Linked DNA regions of Sus scrofa: region 2 is linked to region 1. The links are chromatin contacts, called in public HiChIP or PLAC-seq maps. All regions are on one chromosome and are shown on one strand. The core of a region is the stretch at or near the end of the contact, and the rest is flanking DNA. Distances in the headings are between cores, read along the strand shown. Region 1 overlaps VWA8 (von Willebrand factor A domain-containing protein 8). Region 2 holds the start of RGCC (regulator of cell cycle).

The links. HiChIP or PLAC-seq counts read pairs in DNA pulled down with a chosen protein or histone mark.
Region 2: a contact with region 1 is called in an H3K27ac HiChIP or PLAC-seq map of skeletal muscle, with 5 times the contacts expected there. The contact joins the promoter of RGCC here to the enhancer-like site in region 1. A contact is called at or near these places in 1 of 5 promoter capture datasets (liver), 6 of 47 Hi-C or Micro-C datasets (alveolar macrophages, fetal liver, heart right ventricle and 2 more) and 2 of 2 datasets of contacts at active chromatin or transcription factors (alveolar macrophages and skeletal muscle).

What each region holds. Positions count from the first base shown.
Region 1 is chr11:25,399,537-25,403,678 of Sscrofa11.1, reverse strand. It overlaps VWA8 (von Willebrand factor A domain-containing protein 8), which reads right to left. Exons shown (of 48, transcript XM_021065625.1): 38 at 3,252-3,360. Among named protein-coding and RNA genes, the nearest start is that of RGCC, 95 kb to the left of the region's middle. Within about 2 kb of position 1,883, at least 11 of the 83 cell types and tissues checked have an H3K27ac peak or open chromatin away from gene starts, as enhancers often do. A contact at or near this core is called in skeletal muscle, where this site is marked.
Region 2 is chr11:25,493,987-25,498,128 of Sscrofa11.1, reverse strand. RGCC (regulator of cell cycle) reads left to right here and starts at 1,706. Exons shown (of 5, transcript NM_001244227.1): 1 at 1,706-1,831; 2 at 2,350-2,535. The coding sequence starts at 1,783.

The DNA.
Region 1 (4,142 bases), core at 634-3,133:
CACGAGGCTGGCCCCAGATAAGAGCTATGTAAATGGTTGCTCTGACCATCTTTTTTGTCAGGGGCGCATTTGCAGTATGTGGAAGTTCCCAGACTAGGGGTCGAATCAGAGCTGTAGCTGCCGGCCTAAGCCACAGATCATGGCAACGCCGGATCCTTAACCCACTGAGCAAGGCCAGGGATCGAACCTTGGTCCTCATGGATACTAGTTGGGTTTGTATCCTGCTGAGCCATGATGGGAACTCCTAAAGTGGAAATTTTGAAAGCTTTGTGGCTTTGGTTAAATGCTGCTACATTTTTCTTTTCTCCTTTGAAGCCTTCATCAGTGGAAGAAGTTAAAAGCAAGAACTCAGTGTGCACAGCTTCCCTTATCAAAGTCCAGGTAGGTCATTTCCTTTTGGGAAATACAGTGAGAACAGCCTATCCATTACAGTATTTTTATCCTTTGATTTGAGCACATCTAATTTCGTTTTCATTTAGAGCTTGGTGGTGGAAAATTCCATCTCAGCGTGTGTGATTCCTGGACACGCACCCGACTGGTGTCCATGAGGACGCAGGTTTGTCCCTGGTTCTCACTCAAGGAGAGCCCATAGGCAGAGGGACCGGTCACTGGACAATGATGATGAGATAGAGAGGCTGGAAAAGCTGTTACTGTGACCTGACTTCCTTCCTGCTGGAGGCTCTCCTTAGGTATGGGTGGATCTCAAACTAGAGGTTAAAACTTCCCAGACACTGAGATGATACGGTTTTGTGTGAAAGAGGGAAAGGACCCACGCCTGTTTAGAGGCTGATGTGAGTGATAGTGGACATGAAAAAGCAAGGTCCCTTGGCAAGGTCACACTGGGGTGGAGAGGGCCTAAGAAGAGGGTTCTCCATGGCCTCCACGTCCAAGAGCCTTGAACTGGTACCACTTAAATGAAAATGCTTGCCAGAGATTCTGGACATCAAGGTATAACCTTGAAGCTGAACTTGGGCATCTCGAATCTGTTCATCTGATAACGGGGAGAAAGGCAATAGAGTAGAGGGGTTCTGAGGATGAAAGAGGAACCAAATGACTCATTGGTCCAGAGCTAAGGGGCAGAGAGACAAAAAATTTGAAGCCAAAGAGCCCTGAGCAATAGAAAAATAAAAGCGGGGGTGGTGGTGGTGGTGGGGGGGGTAATTCTCATTGTGGCTCAGTGGTAACGAACCTGACTAGCATCCATGAGGACTCAGGATCGATCCCTGGCCTTGCCCAGTGGGTTAAGGATCCGGCATTGCCATGAGCTGTGGTGTGGGTTGCAGACATGGCTGGGATCCTGCATTGCTGTGGCTGGGGTGTAGGCCGGCAGCTGTAGCTCCCATTCGACCCCTAGCCTGGGACCTTCCGGATGCTGCAGGTGTGGCCCTAAAAAGCAAAAAGCAAAAAGCAAAAAAAAAAAAAAGCAAAAAAAGACATTATAAATAAATAAATAAATAAAGGCTGGGGGACACAAAAGCAGAGTCTTCAGCCTGGACAGATAGGTGAGCTGGTGGATACACGCAGACGAATAAGCAAGAACCTCCGTTCCAGCAGAGCTCACCGGGAATCCTGCATCTGGCCAGCTCGGCCCACAGTGCATTCCACTCGGATTAAATCTTGCTGGCTTGACACTAACTTCCAGATCAAAGGACATTTCTAAAAATACCCTTTCTTTCAAGCCGATGCTGGATGAATAAACAGAGCAGGCAAGAAGCCCACGGGCTTATTTGATAGCACATTGTCCCAGCACAGAAACCCATTTCCTCCTGAGGCTGTGAAGGCCAAGAGGCACAGACCATCCTCAGGGAAGGCGAGGAGGGGGAGCCCAGGCCAGCGCGACTCCCGGCCGAGATAAGATCAGACAGTGTGTGCGCACACCGTCTGGCCCTATTCCTGCGGCCCCGCAGATGTGTCTGGTCCAGCTGTCTCGGAGGAAAGAGGAAGGGAGCAGTCCTGGGAACAATGCTCTCGCCGGGCAGCCAAGAGGAAGGACCGGCCCCCCCGCCATCAGTTCAGACCACAACCACGGGCCACAGCCACAGCCACAGCAACGCTCATCTATCTGAGCTGCATTTGTGACCGACACCGCAGCTTGCGGCAACGCCAGATCCTTAACCCACTGAGCGGTGTCAGGGGTTGAATCTGCATCCTCACGGATACTAGTCAGGTTCCTTCCCGCAGAACCACAGCGGGAACTCTGCAACCATCCCTCTTATCTTAGAGTCCTGTATCCTCAATATACTCACTTGTGAGATATGGGGAGCAAGGACCTCTTTTTTTTTTTTTTTTTTTTGTCTTTTTGTCTTTGTTGTTGTTGTTGTTGTTGTTGTTATCTCTTGGGCCGCTTCCACAGCATATGGAGGTTCCCAGGCTAGGGGTTGAATCGGAGCTGTAGCCACCGGCCTACACCAGAGCCACAGCAACGCGGGATCCGAGCCGCATCTGCAACCTACACCACAGCTCATGGCAACGCCGGATCGTTAACCCACTGAGCAAGGGCAGGGACCGAACCCGCAACCTCATGGTTCCTAGTCGGATTCGTTAACCACTGCGCCACGACGGGAACTCCATGGACCACTTCTTTTCAAAGTCAGTTGGTCAAGAAAGAATTTACTGTGTAGATGTCTGCCACGATCCCCAGGGATTGAAAAGAAGGGATTAACACTTTGAATGAAGACACTCTTCATGCCAGGTCTTGAGCTCAGGCTTCACCCTCATAATCTCATTTCATCCTCACCACAACCTTGTGAGGCAGTTATTATCCCCCTTTTTTGGAGGGTCAGAGCCTTCTTAGGTCAGAGGGGAGCAGAGTCAGCAGGACCCCCAATGTCAGGGTTTTCCCATGTCTTTTTTTTTTTTTTTTCAGGGTTGCACCTGCAGCATATGGAAGTTCCCAGGCTAGGGGTTGAATCGGAGCTACAGCTGCTGGCCTAAGCCACAGCCACTGCAATGCAGGGTCCGAGCTGAGTCTACGACCACCACAGCTCACGGCCACACTGGATGCTTTGACCCACTGAGCAAGGCCAGGGATGGAACCCGTGTCCTCATGGATCCTAGTCTGGTTTGTTACCACTGTGCCCTCCTGTGTCTTGATGTCAGGCTGGGACAGAGGGTACGAGCACGTTCCAACTGATTAACGGGGGAGACAGAGCAAACAAGCTGGTTGCCGAGACTTGTTGGGGTGATGGGCTGTCCACATGGGCATGTGAAGTCTCCGGAAGCCCAACCCAGGAGAATGCCCTGCTACCAACCTGTGCCACCTGCCCAAGTATTGCCACCTATGTGCGGCACGTTGTCTGGATCCACCTTCCCGTGTTTGGGGGAGCTCACGTCCTCACCGCTCTCTCTGTTGATGGTTATCTGAAAATGAAGAAATAAGACATCATTACTCTCCATGACCAAGACCAGGAACCACGGGAGAGAAAGAATTGTTTTCCCCTAAAATCTTAAGGTATTTGGTGACCTCAGGCCTCAGGACACAAAAGATGCTGTTAGTGTCCTGCAAAAATGTCACCGGATTTGGAGTTCCCATCGTGGCTCAGTGGTTAACGAACCCAACTAGCATCCAGGAGGACACAGGTTCGATCCCTGGCCTCACTCAGTGGGTTAAGGATCTGGCATTGCCATGAGCTGTGGTGTAGGTCACAGATGTGGCTCGGATCTGGAGTTGCTGTGGCTGTGGCTGTGGCTGTCAGTTGCAGCTCCAATTCAACCCCTAGCCTGGGAACCTCCTTATGCTGCAGGTGCAGCCCTAAAAAAGGCAAAAAAAAAAAAAAAAAAAAAAAAAAAAAAAAAAGTCACCAGATTTAACATCCATTTACTTGGGAAGGAGACAAATTTAATTTTTAATTGTTTTTTTCTTTTTATGGCCACACCTGCTGCATATGGAAGTTCCCAGGCTAGGGGTCGAATAAGGGCTGCAGCCACCAACCTATAAACAGCCACAGCAACACAGGATCTTTTAACCCACTGAGCAGGGCCAGGGATTGAACCTGCATTCTCATGGATATTAGTCGGGTTCTGAATCCACTGAGCCACAACAGGAACTCTAAGAAAAAAGTTTTTTTTTTGTCTTTTGTCTTTTTAGAGCCACACCCACAACATATGGAGGTTCCTAGGCTGGGGGGCTAATCAGAGCTACA
Region 2 (4,142 bases), core at 457-2,956, 95 kb before region 1:
CCTATGTTAATTCTCCAACCAACCTCTCCTGGTGAACTGCATTGTCACTGTCTTAGTAAACTGGCATGGCTGCTAAAAAGTGAGGCTGTTCTGTAGGTTCTTTTGAAGATCAGCTTAACCGATTCTTTAGCTGAGAGGGTTCCTGAGCCATCATGCAAGAGCTGGGCTGGGGCATCCAGCACCCTGCACCCTACCTTGGCCAAGGAGGGAGAGCTGCCTCTGGAGGGCAGCGCCCTGGCCTCAGCTCCCAGATCGGTTGCTGCTTTCTTGGCTCCTGGCATCCCCAGTGGGCACCGCAGCAAGTCAGAGAGCAGGAGGGAGGGAAAGACAGAAAAAAGAGTTTTAATAAGGGAGGTGGGGAAAAGAAGAGAAAAAGACGCCCAGGCCTTGCCTTGTTGCTTCAAGGACCTGGGTTATCTGCTCCCTTATTTGGAGCCTCTTCCTCCTGTCTGCTCTGTTTGCCTTCCGCTGGGCAGAAAGCGAGGTTGTGTTGTCTCTGAAGCCAAACAGATGGGCCTTTCCATTGCTGTGGGACTCGTGTGCTACTTAGCCTCTCTGTGCCTCAGCTTCACTCCTAAACAAGCAGCAGTGCTGCTTCTCCAGGTTACTGCGGACCTGGCAAAAGTGCCTGCCAAGACCTGACCCAGGAAGCCCTTGATACCCTGGCTAAGATGCCTGGCTTCCCTCTAAAGCCAGTTTGTGGGTCAGAGACCCTGGCAGCCAGGTCCAAGAGCATGATGACTGTCGGGCATTTGACGTGTGTCTAGTACACCCGAGGGACCGAATTTTTCAAGGGGTTTATTTTGATTGCTTTGTATGGAAGAAGCCACCTGCGGCAAGCGCAAGGGCTTTCACCATTACGACTGGTGCCCCGCCAGGCGGCTGGGCGGGGTGACTCAGTGTGGGACACAGAGACGCGCCGCGTTCGCGCTGCATCTACGCAGGGATTTCTTTCCCTAACAAACTCTTTCCGCATAAAGTCGGGGCTGGTGTGAACGCCCAGGAGTGGAGTCAGGCTCCGGGCTTCGGGATGGGAGCGGCTAAGGGTTCATAAGGACGTGGCACCACCGACCTCTGTCCCTCTGGCCGCGGGCTCTGTCCACTCCATCTGCCCACAACCCTCGAGTCCCTGGAGACGATGGGGACAGGAGGCGCGGGGGACCGCCCCCTGCGTCCCCACACGGGTCTGGGTCTTCCTCGGCTTTTGGCCACTTTATTCTTCGCCACAAACCCCGGAGGATCAGGATTTCCATTGCACAGACGACGAAACTGAGGCGCGAGGAGCTTAAGGGCACAGGGCGGGAAGCAGCCGAGCACCAGCCTTCAAGTCTTTGGGGCTCTGGTGACACCAAAGCCACTTTCGTAGGTCGCGTTGTCAGGGCACGCGGGGAAAGCGCCGGGTAAATATTTGGGACTGTAACCCGGACTCCGCGTCACTGCGGTTCCCGGGAGGGCGCGTGGCGAGGGCGGTGCCTGGGGGACAGGGGCGTCTCCTGGCGCAGCGGAGGGGACTGACCCGGAGGCCCAGCTCCCGCGGCGCCGCCCCGCCTCGCCCCGCCCCGCCCCCGCCGGCGGCTATAAGACCTGGGGCGGCGGGTGGCGGCGGCCGGGGAAAGAGCGGGAGGGCGGGCGGTGTAGGCAACCGCGCGGCGGGAGTGCGGCCAGTGGAGCGGACGGGCAGAGCAGGAGCGCGGCCAGGAGACGGGGCAGCGGGAGCATCTGCACGATCCCCGCGCCCAGACTTCGCAGGAACCCACAACGCGCGCCGGGCCGAGCCCGCCCATGAAGCCGCCCGCGGCACAGGGCAGCCCCGCGGCCGCCGCGGCCGCAGGTGAGTGGGGGTCGCCTTAAAGGCCGGGCCTTTGAGAGTTGGGGGCTGAAGCAAGGGGATCCCGCGTAGTCCCTTTACACCCTTCCCCCAGCCTCCCCGGGGTGGGTGGGGGGGACTTGCCCCGGGAGGGTTCAGCCGCCTCTCCACGCGGGGCTGGGGATGCCAGCCCGACACGTCACGGGCGCATCCTGACTCAGTCCTCCCACCGCCACCGGGGAGTGAGCGGGGGGGACAAGTACCCGACAGAGTGTGGGAGAGGTGGGCTGTGTCGGTGGGCTCCGTGACCTTTGGCCGGCAACTTTTCCAGCGGAAGCTCAGTTTCTTTAGCTCTAAAATGGGTGGATAGTAGAGAGCGCTTTAGGGGGTGATGGAGAGTCGTAAAGGGTAACAGCCAGCAGCGGGCAGCGACAGCGTGGCTGTCCCCGGGCAAACGCGCAGCGAGTGTTGGTTAGCGATCCTCGGGGAACGGTGGCGGCCCCCCCCACCCCCTTCACCTGAGCCCGCGGTCCCTGCCCCAGCCCCGGCCTTGGACTCGGCTGCCGCCGGGGACCTGACGGACGCGCTGTGTGAGTTTGACGCGGTGCTGGCCGACTTCGCGTCCCCGTTCCACGAGCGCCACTTCCACTACGAGGAGCACCTGGAGCGCATGAAACGGCGGAGCAGCGCCAGTGTCAGCGACAGCAGTGGCTTCAGCGACTCGGAGAGTAAGTGTGGCCCGGGCCAGGGAAGATGTCAGAATCCTGGGGACTCCGCTGTACTCGGCCCACCGAGGAGAGCCTGGCCTCGCGGGCTCGGTTTGCTTAGTTGTAAACCGATTCTCTAGGACGCTAGGAGCCTCCAGGGCGGCGGGTTCAGCGGAGACCAGACCCCCGAGGTTGGTCCCCGAAGGCTCTTGGAGGGCAGGCTGGTTTATCTGTCGCCTGCAGATGTCAGGAAGCAGGAGACTGTAAGGGCTTGCCTGAGACGCAGCCAGGCAGGACTCCTGGGACCGGAGCCAGGGCTCGTCACAGCTCCTTCTCCTCCTCTCCTTTCCCCTCCACCCGCCTCTCAGCAGTGTCTTCAGAGGGCGTGGAGCAAGTGCCACAAGAATGGGGTCAGAGGAGACATGGGAGGGTACCATATGGAAATATTTGTGAAACCAGGAAAAGTTTCATAAGCTCCCGTCCTTGGGATTTTTGAAATGACTTCTTGCACTTTCTTCTGGCCCTGAGCTCCCAGGCTTGTTGCTCCATTGCCCGCAGTTTTGAAAGAATCCTTGGCACTGCGGAGTTCAAGTATTTAGAAAGTGTCCCTCATCCTTCAGGCAGGCCCATCACTGGGACTGCTGGCTCTGACCCCACCCCACCCACCCACCCAGGCTGCAGGGGGAGGGGCAGGGAGCAGATGGGTCCAGAGCTGCTTCCTGGTGGCATTTCTCATAGTGGAGTCTACCCTAGGGACTCTCCATCCTAAACCCTCTTGTCAAGAAAAGGGACTACTGAGAATTCCCATTGTGTCTCAGTCCTTAAGAACCTGACGAGTATTCATGAAGATGTGGGTTCCATCCCTGGCCTCCATCAGTGGGTTAAGGATCTGGCGTTACCATGAGCTGCAGCATAGGTTGCAGATGCAGCTTGAATCCTGAGTGGCTGTGGCGTAGGCTGGCAGCTGCAGCTCTGATTTGACCTAGCATGGGAACTAAAGAGCAAACAAAACAAAACAAAAAACAAACAAAAAAAAGAGAGAGAGAGAGACCACTTTTCCCAGGAGTTCAATGTCCTGTAAGGATTATGGAGACCTGTTGAGGTGTCAAACAGAGAATTTGGTGACTATTCGATATTCTGTGACTGTTGGTTTTCCCAACCTGGATTCCTTATTATTTTGCAAAGTGAATTTTAAACACGTCTGGTTATTCTTGAGACTTCACTCTCAAGATGGGTTCCAAGCATGAATGTCACTCCTTTTTTCTGTCCTGGACTCTGAAAGTAAAAGCAATGACCTTGTGATTTTCCTTGTGATTCTCTTCTTTTGAAATCTGAAGCTCTCCCCCCTCGTTACAGGGCAAAGATAGGTCCCAGACTTACCACGAGCCGTCCTCCTGAAAAGGATTACAGGGCCCTTGCCATCCAGGTCAGGGTTTGAGTCAGAGACTTGAGTTCCAGCTTGACTTTCCTTGGCAGCCCTGCCCCAGGGTTAGATCTAATTGCAGCTTTTGAGGTGAAAGGGAATGGAATTGTATGGCTGTTAATTTTCCATTCTGTATTTTTGGACTTCGTTGCTAATGACCAGACCTCTTGTTTGCAATTTCAAAGGGAAGTCTAAAAACTTTTGA